Regions from separate parts of the Mus musculus genome. Here regions 1 and 3 are each linked to region 2. A link is a contact called in public promoter capture Hi-C data. All regions are on one chromosome and are shown on one strand. The core of a region is the stretch at or near the end of the contact, and the rest is flanking DNA. Distances in the headings are between cores, read along the strand shown.

What was found. Promoter capture Hi-C pulls out the DNA fragments that hold promoters and counts their contacts.
Region 1: a contact with region 2 is called in a promoter capture Hi-C map of embryonic stem cells. The contact joins the promoter of Zfpm2 here to the promoter of 9330182O14Rik in region 2. A contact is called at or near these places in 3 of 39 promoter capture datasets (the C10 cell line, embryonic stem cells and trophoblast stem cells) and 4 of 115 datasets of contacts at active chromatin or transcription factors (embryonic forebrain, embryonic hindbrain, forebrain and 1 more).
Region 3: a contact with region 2 is called in a promoter capture Hi-C map of embryonic stem cells, with 3 times the contacts expected there. The contact joins the enhancer-like site here to the promoter of 9330182O14Rik in region 2. A contact is called at or near these places in 1 of 39 promoter capture datasets (embryonic stem cells), 1 of 484 Hi-C or Micro-C datasets (bone marrow-derived macrophages) and 3 of 9 other capture datasets (adipose tissue, embryonic stem cells and macrophages).

The regions. Positions count from the first base shown.
Region 1 is chr15:40,653,121-40,656,590 of GRCm38.p6, forward strand. It overlaps Zfpm2 (zinc finger protein, multitype 2), which reads left to right and starts at 1,922. Exons shown (of 8, transcript NM_011766.5): 1 at 1,922-2,463. The coding sequence starts at 2,424.
Region 2 is chr15:40,132,855-40,135,934 of GRCm38.p6, forward strand. It overlaps 9330182O14Rik (RIKEN cDNA 9330182O14 gene), which reads left to right and starts at 1,511. Exons shown (of 4, transcript NM_001256056.1): 1 at 1,511-1,715.
Region 3 is chr15:39,421,215-39,424,471 of GRCm38.p6, forward strand. The region is part of intron 5 of Rims2 (regulating synaptic membrane exocytosis 2); the gene reads left to right. Among named protein-coding and RNA genes, the nearest start is that of Rims2, 220 kb to the left of the region's middle. Within about 2 kb of position 1,712, at least 3 of the 459 cell types and tissues checked have an H3K27ac peak or open chromatin away from gene starts, as enhancers often do. A contact at or near this core is called in embryonic stem cells, where this site is marked.

The sequences.
Region 1 (3,470 bases), core at 672-3,171, 520 kb after region 2:
ATTTTAATTCCAGGGGACATTCCTTTTGGGTGATGTAAGTCAGCCAATTCTATGAAAGATCTATGAAAACAGTAACGTACAATAAATCCAATTCTAAGATTCTGTGCATGCCAATTCAACTATAATGATTTGAGAATGAGGGGGCTAAAAAGCTCCAGTCTCTGTTTTTTAACCCCCCCACACACACACACACACAAATACAAATAACCTTGCTTTTCATGGTACTTAGGATCATAATTTGTTGGCCCTTGCAGGCAGGGACTTGGTCATTAACTGCCTTTTCCGTATCAAGGACCATGTACTGTACTGTCATAACCTCATATGGTCATATAGCTAATGTGATGTAATAAGACAAGTGGCCTTCAGCCTTGTGCTAAGATTTGCTCAGCCATACCTTTCATGAGGTAACTCTTTACACCTTTAAAAAGATGTTCTGATGGAGTAATCATCAACACTGAGTAGAGTGCCTTTTGTACATGGAGCCTCCTGCCATCCTTCACTGTGCTCAATCAGCCCAGGCTCTGTGCTGATCCCAGACCCTCTTAGAGCATCATCTGGTGATGCTCACACGGATGCTAGTCAACCAAAGAAAGAGGACACAATTTCAGGTCAGAGTGGACAAGTTCATAGCCTCCTTGGGGAAACTGGCAGTATCTAGGGAATCCATGGCAACTTCACAGGAGTTTATTAGTAAATAATGATACATAAAGTAGCTGATTCCACACAACCCCATCCCTTCAGCACACCGGAAAGAATTGCATTTTGTACTCACCCTATGCAAAACTGTGGGAACCTAAGCTAACCTTGCTCACCTTAATTTTACAAAAACAATCCTATGCAATCCCCTCAAAATAATGTTCTCTTGTGCCTTACCATTTCTCAAACCGTAAGCATACATTGAATAAATAAGAAAGACACAGAACTCAATAAACCAAAGAACCAGGAAATAGTTGTTGGGTCTTACCTGATTGAAAAATTAGGACAAGATCAAATCTTTTATTAGCTCCACGGTGCTTCCCTGTGGCAGAACTAGGAGAATGGAAGGTCATGGGGGCAGGGTGGAGCTGCAGAACTTCCACAGACTTCATAAAAAGTTAGTATTTCCTATTAGAGATGATAGTTCCCTTCCTACCTACAACGAATAATCTAGCTAACCTTCGTCCTTTTGGATGTGAGAAAAATATCTGCCTGACTTCCGATTCCGGGATTTTACTATTTCAAATGGAAACTCAAGCAAGATGCAGAAAAGCACTTTGAGCGCAGCTCATCACCCGACTCTTGTGGGCCTAGTGGGGGATGGTCCGGGTCCGCAGCAGTCTCCTGGGAACTCTGACAGCGATGAAATGGTCTCCTGAGAGCCCAGGCAGATGAGAGGACTTAACGGGCCCCAAGACACACAGTTGGCATTTGTGATCAGCTGGCTTTCGCTGGGGACTTTGCCAGTGGCCTAACCTTCCTGCCAAGAAACTGTGAGGGCGGAGGGCAGGGGCTCCAGGAGGGGAGCAGTAACTGGAAGCACAAAGTTTATGGAAGGAGACTGAGATTTCTTTGTGCCCTGCTAGATGGGCGAGGCATTAGGGAGGAGAGTTAGAGGGTCCATTGGAAGAGGCTGTTGGAAGAAGTTGCTGGAAGGGGAGCGGGGGAAGGGTGGCCTGGCAGCTGCCCAGCATTGACGCGGTGACAAATGCAGAAGGTGGCCCCCTCCAAACCTCACGTCTCCCCCCACCCCATCAACCCCTTCAACTCCCACCCACGCCGCGATCCCCTTGCACTCCACGCGACCGAGGCCGGGCTGTGAGTTTGCATCCGGACTGGCTTTGGATGCAGCCAATCCTCCTTTCGCTGATGGCATAGTCTCCCCTCCCCACAGCCCGGGCGCGCCCCTCCCTCGCGCGCCTCGCCACCTCCCGCAGCAGTGCGAGCGCGGCGCGGCCCGGAGCGGCAGCGGCGGCGCCTGAGTCTCTGCCCGGCAGCCGGGGACACGGAGAGCGAGCGCGCGCCTCCTCCCGCACCCTCCGCCCCTCGCAGCCCGGGTCCCCCTGCGCTCTCTCCTCCCCTCCCTCCTTCTCTTCCTTCTCTTACCCCTCCACCCCCTTCTTCCCCTTTTCTCTCTGCCTGGCCGATCGCTCCTAGATTCCCATCCTCCCCCCCACAGCCCCATCGCTCTATCCGTCGCCCCCTCCCCTCTTCCCTGTCACACTCTCTCTGCCCCTTGCTCGGCCTCTCATTTGCTTGCTCATCTCCAAACGTGGATCCGCCGCTCCCGGAGGAGCCTAGCTCCGGGATCCCGAGCGCACGGAGCACCTGGAGTCCGACCGGCGGCGGCCCGAGCCTGCCCAGAGGCAGAGGCGGCGACAACCCAGGGAACCGTAGCGGGAACCGCAGACACCGCAGGAACCCCAGCGGCAGCGGCCGCGGCCGAAATGTCCCGGCGAAAGCAGAGTAAACCCCGGCAGATCAAACGTAAGTTTGCGCGCGGGACTGGGAGTTGGTGGGATCGGTTCCTGGGAGAGGGGCGCACGCGGAGGGAAAGATGGGAGACACTCGGGGAGATCCGCTCCTAGTCCTCGAGATTTGTCAAACTTTGCAAGCTATCAGGGAAAACCAGACGGCCGCAGACAGATGCACAGCCAGTTGGAGCGCCGGGCAGCCGCAGCCCAGTGTTTCTCCAACCTTCGCGCTCCCGGGTTCTCGGTTATTTCAACTCTGGTTTGCTGCAATCGTCGCCCTTTTTATGCTGAAATCTAACAGGACAATCCGCTCCCGCAGAGCTTAGTATGATTGTTGTCCTTGTTGTTGTCCTGGCGGTTGGCCTACCACTCTTGGGAGCATGTCTTGGTAACCCGGGATGAAGTTCTCAGAGCTGGTGGAGGCCACCGGGCTAGGGAGGTAACTTCCCCAGTGCGGTGGAAAATCAGTGTCTGGGGACCCAGTCCTGGGCGGTACCAAACGCTTTGCCAAACCCGAAGTGAAACAAAAAGTAGGTGTAAAAGTTCGCGCCTCTGTTGGAGACAGCCGCGCACCCCCTCCCTGCCTGCCGCGCACCCCCTCCCTGCCTGCCGCGGTATTGGGCTGCACCCGGGGACTTCGGGTGGGTCCCACTCACGGCGCCTGGACACTGTGTAGGGCGGGCTTCAGTTTGCCACTGGTCAAGGAGCGGAGTCCCCACTGGGAGGGGCCTCCTTTGCTTCTGGGCTCACAGGATTTGAGTTCAAGGTAGCCCATACTCTGGTGCTGTTCCTAGTTCCTGACCCCTACCCCTGGGTCCCTGGGTGCGGGTCCCTGCGGTGCCAGAGACACCTGCCTGCCAGAAATCCACAATCTCACTAAATTCTTCTAGGCCAACTTTTTTCACCTTAGGAAAATTATTCCTGTGTGTTCGATAGGCCTGCAATATATCTTCAATCCTTTAATCTAAAAAAAGTTAAAGGCCTTATTAATTTGAAGAAGATGATGATGATGATAATAAT
Region 2 (3,080 bases), core at 261-2,760:
GACAGTGACTAGCACATAGTAGGTACTCTATAAATATTTTCAAAAAAAAAAATCTGTGCTGGTTAGTTCTGACAGACAGACAGTCACCTTGACACACACCTAGAGTCACCTGAGAGGAGAAAACCTCAACTGAAGAACTATCTCTATCTATGGAGAATCTCTTGATAGTTGACTGATGTGGAAGGGCTCAGCCTACTGTGGGTAGGACTATTCTTTGAGCTTGTGGTTCTCTGCTGCATGAAAAAAGCTGATATATATATATATATGTATATATATATACATATATATATACACACACACATATGTATATATGGATATATATGTATGTATATATGTGTATGTGTATACATATGTAAATGTAAAAGCATGCAGACTAGATAGGCCATATGTGTGTGTATGTGTATATGTGTATATGCATATAAAATATATATATAGCACACACATATGCTTATATGTAGGTAACAACAATTAATGGAAAAAGAGAAGCCATGAGTTTGAAAGAGAGCTAGGAAAGGTATATGGGAAGTGTTGGAGGGAAGAAAGGGAGAAATAATATAATTATAACCTCAAAAAATGGCAGAGAAAAAAGTTTTATCCTTAAAAAAACATGTGTAGGAGCAAACCAGAGAGCAAGCCAAGACACAGCCTTACACTGTGGCTTCTACTTCAGTTCCTGCTTGACTGCACTGATTTCCCTTAATGGTGCGCCGAGACCCAGAAGTGCAAGCTGAATAAATCCCTTTTCTCACCTAATTGCTTTGTGTCATTATGTCTATCCCAGCAACAGAAACCCAGGTAGAACAATTGTTGAACAGAAACATCTCCAGAAGATTGCTTTCAGTTCTGGCCCTGCGGCTTGTGATTTCAGACTAAATAACCCGTTTTCCTAAGTACTTTAAAATGCAACTTGTTAAACCCTCTGCAGTCTTTGCGTGGCTCTGTTTGATGAAGCCTCTAGTGCATGAAGGGCTCACGCGTAGTCATTGCTGAGGGGTCTCACGAGGGCTAGGCACATGCATCTCGTGTCCTAAAACAGTCGAGAGAGAATGAGACAGACGTGAAAATACACACACAAAAGGACTGGTCAAAATTCACAATTACTGGCAAGACATTAACAGTAAGGTATGAGATGTGGAGCCTTTAGCTAGAGCTTGATAGCAATCCTGGGTGCCAGGGTGGGGCAGAACAGAGAGTCTTTGAAATAGTATACCCACCAGGCAGGAAGAGAGTGAGGCACAAAGCTGCTTCAGCTTCCCAGGGAAACCCAGGTGGCTGTAGGTAAGAGTTCAAAACAACTGCCACTGATCTGGAGCTGAATTACCGTATATAGTGAGCAGCGATTCATAGGTCAGCATCCTGGGCTTCATCTCGAGCATTAACACATTCACCTTCCGTGCCATACAGTACTTTATTGCTTCCTGGGGTTAAATGAAAAAAAAAAAAAAAACTATCTCCCAGAGTCTCAGGTATTTGGACAGTTGGTGGCGCTGTCGGTGGCTCTTCATGTGGTGAAGCCTTGCCTTGCTGGAGGAAGTAAGTCATGGGGAGATAAATGGCTTTGGGAGTAAAAGACCTTCTTCGGTTTTCAGTCAGGACTTTGTGCTCCCAGCTCTGCACCTGAGCTCTCAGCTTCCTGAGAACACAGCACTGCCAACCTGTCATTTGCTGCTGTGTTCTCTGCCACAATGGACTCTTACCCTTGAGGAAACTGAACTGTGAGTGTAAACAGACTCTTTTTGTAGGTCAAGGAGGAAGCCCTGAGTGTATGTGTATTATGACATGGGCACGACTGTGTCTAGAACGGCCAAGGCCTTAGACCCACAAAACAATTGGCAAAACCGCCATGTGGTTGGGGCTTAAGAGAAATGCAAAGCTTTGCTTGGGAGTCTGAGTCTTTCTGGAGGCTTGATTAACTTGTGCAAAGACTAGCACCTCTGACTTCCTTCTCGAAAGTGTTTACAGCCTAGGACTGGTCTCCCTACAGAGACTAGCTACAGAACACCCAGCCCCACTGTACTTGTTATGTTAGAATGGCAGTTTGTCCAGACAGATCACACTAGGCCAGCACAGTTCCACAGGACTCTAGAGGTTTATTGTGTGTGTGTGTGCGGGGGTGGGGGGTGGAGGATGGTGGCAAAGGGGGACAACGATGATGAAGAAGGAAAGAGAGTGAAGGTTAGGAGGGGCCTGCCTTTTATTTGGGCTGTGATGTAACCACGCACAGGTAAATGTGGGCAGGTGGGCCAGGTGGATGCTGGGCATGTATGGTGATTGCCATGGCAACAGATGTACTGGTCCCTGTCGCCTATGTTGCTGGATTCAGAGGTGACCTTCTACTGTAAATCCAGTTTCTGATGCCAAAATACCTCCCTTCGCTTATCATAAAGAGAAGAAAAAAAGAGAGGAGGGAGAAGCCTATGGTAAAAGGGGAATAGGGGCAACAGATCTCTTAAATTCCTTCCCGCTGTCTAGGGGTGTCGACAATTTTGGGTTATAGTTGACTTTCATCATTGGGGTCCACTTGGTAGATGTTAGCATCAGGCTCCTCTGTGGACAGGAGCTGGTAATCCTGTAACAGGAACTGATTAATACTTTGGTTAGACATTTTTTGTTTTTGTCATTGAAGGAATGTAGAAACAAGATTAATGAGGCAGGGAGCAAATAATAACACCAGGAGGTTGACTAGGAAAGGCGTTATGAAAGGGACTATCTACTTCCATATAGGGTTTTCAAAAATCCCAGAACTAGAGGTCTCACGTATGTCTGATTGCAGCTCCTGAATTTTATTTCTCACTATCCCAGTTGGTTAACGTAGAAACAGCATTCTTCTTGAAGAAATAGGCAAAGACCACCTTCTTTGGCTGTCAAAACATCTAGCCCCACTGCTGCAAAAGTGTTGATCTGTTTCTGCCTGGTAATCATGGTTTCAGACAGTTTTTGAAAACTTGTGCTAAGCTTGGAAGTAAACTTATCATATTGGGTCATAGAAGTCGTTATCCCTGCAACTCCAGTTCCAGCACCTATGGCTATTCCCGTAGCAACCAAGAGTGGCACGACCTGAACTGCCGTCTTATGTTGGG
Region 3 (3,257 bases), core at 462-2,961, 710 kb before region 2:
CACCAGACTCCAAGAGCAACACATTCAAAATGAATTTCTTTAGTGTTGAAAGTAGAATCAAATAATGTTTTATTTGTGCAAGTGAAAGATGCATTTACAGTCAACTTTTAGTAATATGTTAAATAGAAAACTATAAAACTTTCATGTGGGTATTATAAAACTGAAGGACATGTTATGTCTGTTTTTCTAAATTGATATCCCTCTTAGATTGAGGAATTTGTTAAAAATAGGTTCTCATGAACGAGGAGAAGGGAGATAGAGGCAGAGCTGGAGTCATGTTAGTCTTTTAGACATGCATAAAACAGTTTTATCTTTTGAACAGCTGAAGCACTGACTCTACTTATGACTAATATGGCATAAATCTAATGCTAATCATTTTAACTAATTATTTGATCCGCCATCTTTAAGTCCTTGATTGCTATTATAGACAATCTAAGTTTTTTCACAAAGCTATCCAAAGTTTGTTCTTTCTTAGACATTCATAGGTAAGTGGAGACATTTAATAACATTACATTAAACATTGATATTTTTCCTCTGCCAACTGTTTAAATTTTTTTCTTAAAGTTTGGTAATGAATGAGAGCAGATAGAGTGATACTTAAGCTCTTATTCAGGGAAATTTATGAATTACCAAAGTCTGGAGAAGAAATATGTAAGATATTTATTAAGTAAGTTTCTGCTTCCAAGTGCATGCTGTAGTCAGTGGAGGCTGAGGGTGGTAACTGGTGCCTCTGAATTTTTCACTCTGCTATTTTCTTTTTTATATCCTGTGTGTACATGTATGTACATATTTATGTGGGGGGGTATATGTGTGTGTGTGTGTGTGTAGCTCTTACTCAATTGTTTTTATTTTTGTCATTACTGTTAAGCATTTTTACAATTTGTTGATATGTATTGTATCTTATATAGAATAGCATTTAGAGAATAGCTTCAAAAGTGTTTAACTCTTTCCTATCATATCCATGTCCTAGTTTCATAGTGTGCGTGGGCACGGGCACACACACAACCACATTCACACACATGCACACACAACCACATTCACACACACGCACACACAACCACATTCACACACACACACAACCACATTCACACACACACACAGAACCACATACACACACACACACACAAATCTAGTTTTTTTTTTAATATGAGAGAAAACATGCATCATTTGTTTTTCTAAATCACTTATTTTGTATCAGTTGAATATCTATAAAATTTTAAGGAAATTGTGTCTCTAATAATCTTAGGCTTGTTAATGTTATGAATCTAGAGAAAGCTTCCCCACTGAAGTAAGAAAAAGTTAGAAGACCCCCCCTTCTGCAGCCTCTTTGCACTCACAGACTAAGTCGTGCACCTGCTGGGGGCCTTTGAGCCTGCAACACTGAGTTATTTGGGAGACAGTTTTGCTGGAGAGTTAATACAGGAAGGTTAGGAAAACCAGAGTAAGTGAATCTGGACTAGATATGAGTTTTGGCATGGTCATGGCTTTGTTGAGGACTCACAACCCTTGGGACAATTGGCAATGCCATTACCCATGTGGCCCATGCTCAAGAGAAATGGCAAAGTTTTTGTTGGAAGTCTGAGTGTGAGTTTGCACAACTGATCACTGTGTACAAAGACTAGTAACTCCAGCTTCCTCCTCTGTTTGTTTCTGGCCTGAGACTGCCGTCCCACAGAGCTACCTTCTGAGAGTAGCTAACCCCTCTCCTTGTGTGTGGGGCACTGGGCTATGCACAGACAGGCTGGTCGCCAGTAGAGCTGAGATGCTGAACCCTGGGATCTGGTGGTCATAATTCACCTACAGGGGACAGAAGGAGTTCTTTCATGCTCCTGGAACTGTGGCTCCTAACTAAGTTACCGTTCCCCACAGACCCCTCAAGAGAAGCATGACTAGAAGTCACTTAGGCAATGTCCCAAGCTTCTGACCTTCAGGATAGACTCCTCCCCAGTTACCTAGCAACAGAAAAGATAGCAGCTCACTTTAAAAGGGGCTGTTTGGCCCCTCCTTGCTCTCTCACTTCTCTCTCTCCCATAACCCGGGGGCTACAGGGTGTGGCCCCGGGGCCCCCAGGTTGAGTTGCCCCTTGCTGCCCCCCACTCCGGTCAAGTGGGTCAGAGGCTTGGATGCCCACCTGGGGCTGAGTGGAAAGCATCTGCCAGCCCTTCCTTGTCTGCCTGTCCAGAGCATAGGTGGAGCCCTGGCAGGATGTGGGTCCTCCCTTCCCCCTCTTTTCCTAGGCCCCTTTTTAGTTCTCACACTTGTGTTGTATGTAATAAAGAGGTTGAGGTTCCAGGCTGTGTGGTGCTGGTTAGAGAACCCTACCTGATCCCATCTTCACTGAACATGTAATCTGTCGTTTTTCTCATTTCTTTACTACTCTTAGTCCCAGATCCAGGATCCAATTCACACAGGACACAAGACACTACACATTATCTTTATCTACAATGATTATATATACATAATACTACATTATATAATAATTCATTATCAACATGATATGTTTTAATAATTTTATATTAAATATATGTGATATAGTATTAACATAATATTCATACTATATTATACTCTACTATTATATATATAATCTGTGCACATGGAGGGTATTGTTACCTAGTCAGTTTTCAGTTTCGCTCGACAACTTTCCCTGTCACCACTGTCATTATAGTCGTGCAATAATAATATGAATAATCCATATTGTTCTTTATTGTGATAAAAACTTATAGCAGGTACATTGTCTTCAAGCACTAATACCTGCTATGGATTTATAATCTTCTAAGTTGAATAATAATGTGCACACTTTCACATCTCACTAATGAAGAGACATGACTGACTTCTAAGTAACCACTTGTTTACCACATATAGCTATGTATGTACCACAGTGCACACATTTTTCTCTGAAAGTTCTAGTTTCCTGTATTTCAAATCTTACTCAATTTGTTCTTTAAGGAAACTGTGTAGCCACCATTTGTTTGTTTTTCTTTACCTTGTTTGTATCAATCTCTATATATTTGACTTAAGGGCAGTCATTCCATTCTTCTGCCTGACTTTACTGCTGTGTCTCTTATGCCTCTGTGGAATAATTTAGTTCCCCCTCCCTGCCCTAGACTAGCTGCTGCTGCTTTTGTCAGACGGCTGCAGACTACCTGCTAACTCGCCTACATGGGAAACATGGGACTTTCTGACAAATTCCAGAAGACTTGTGCCTGGCTTGCTTCACTTTGGCTTCTCTTGCTACCCCTGAACGTGCTTCTGATATC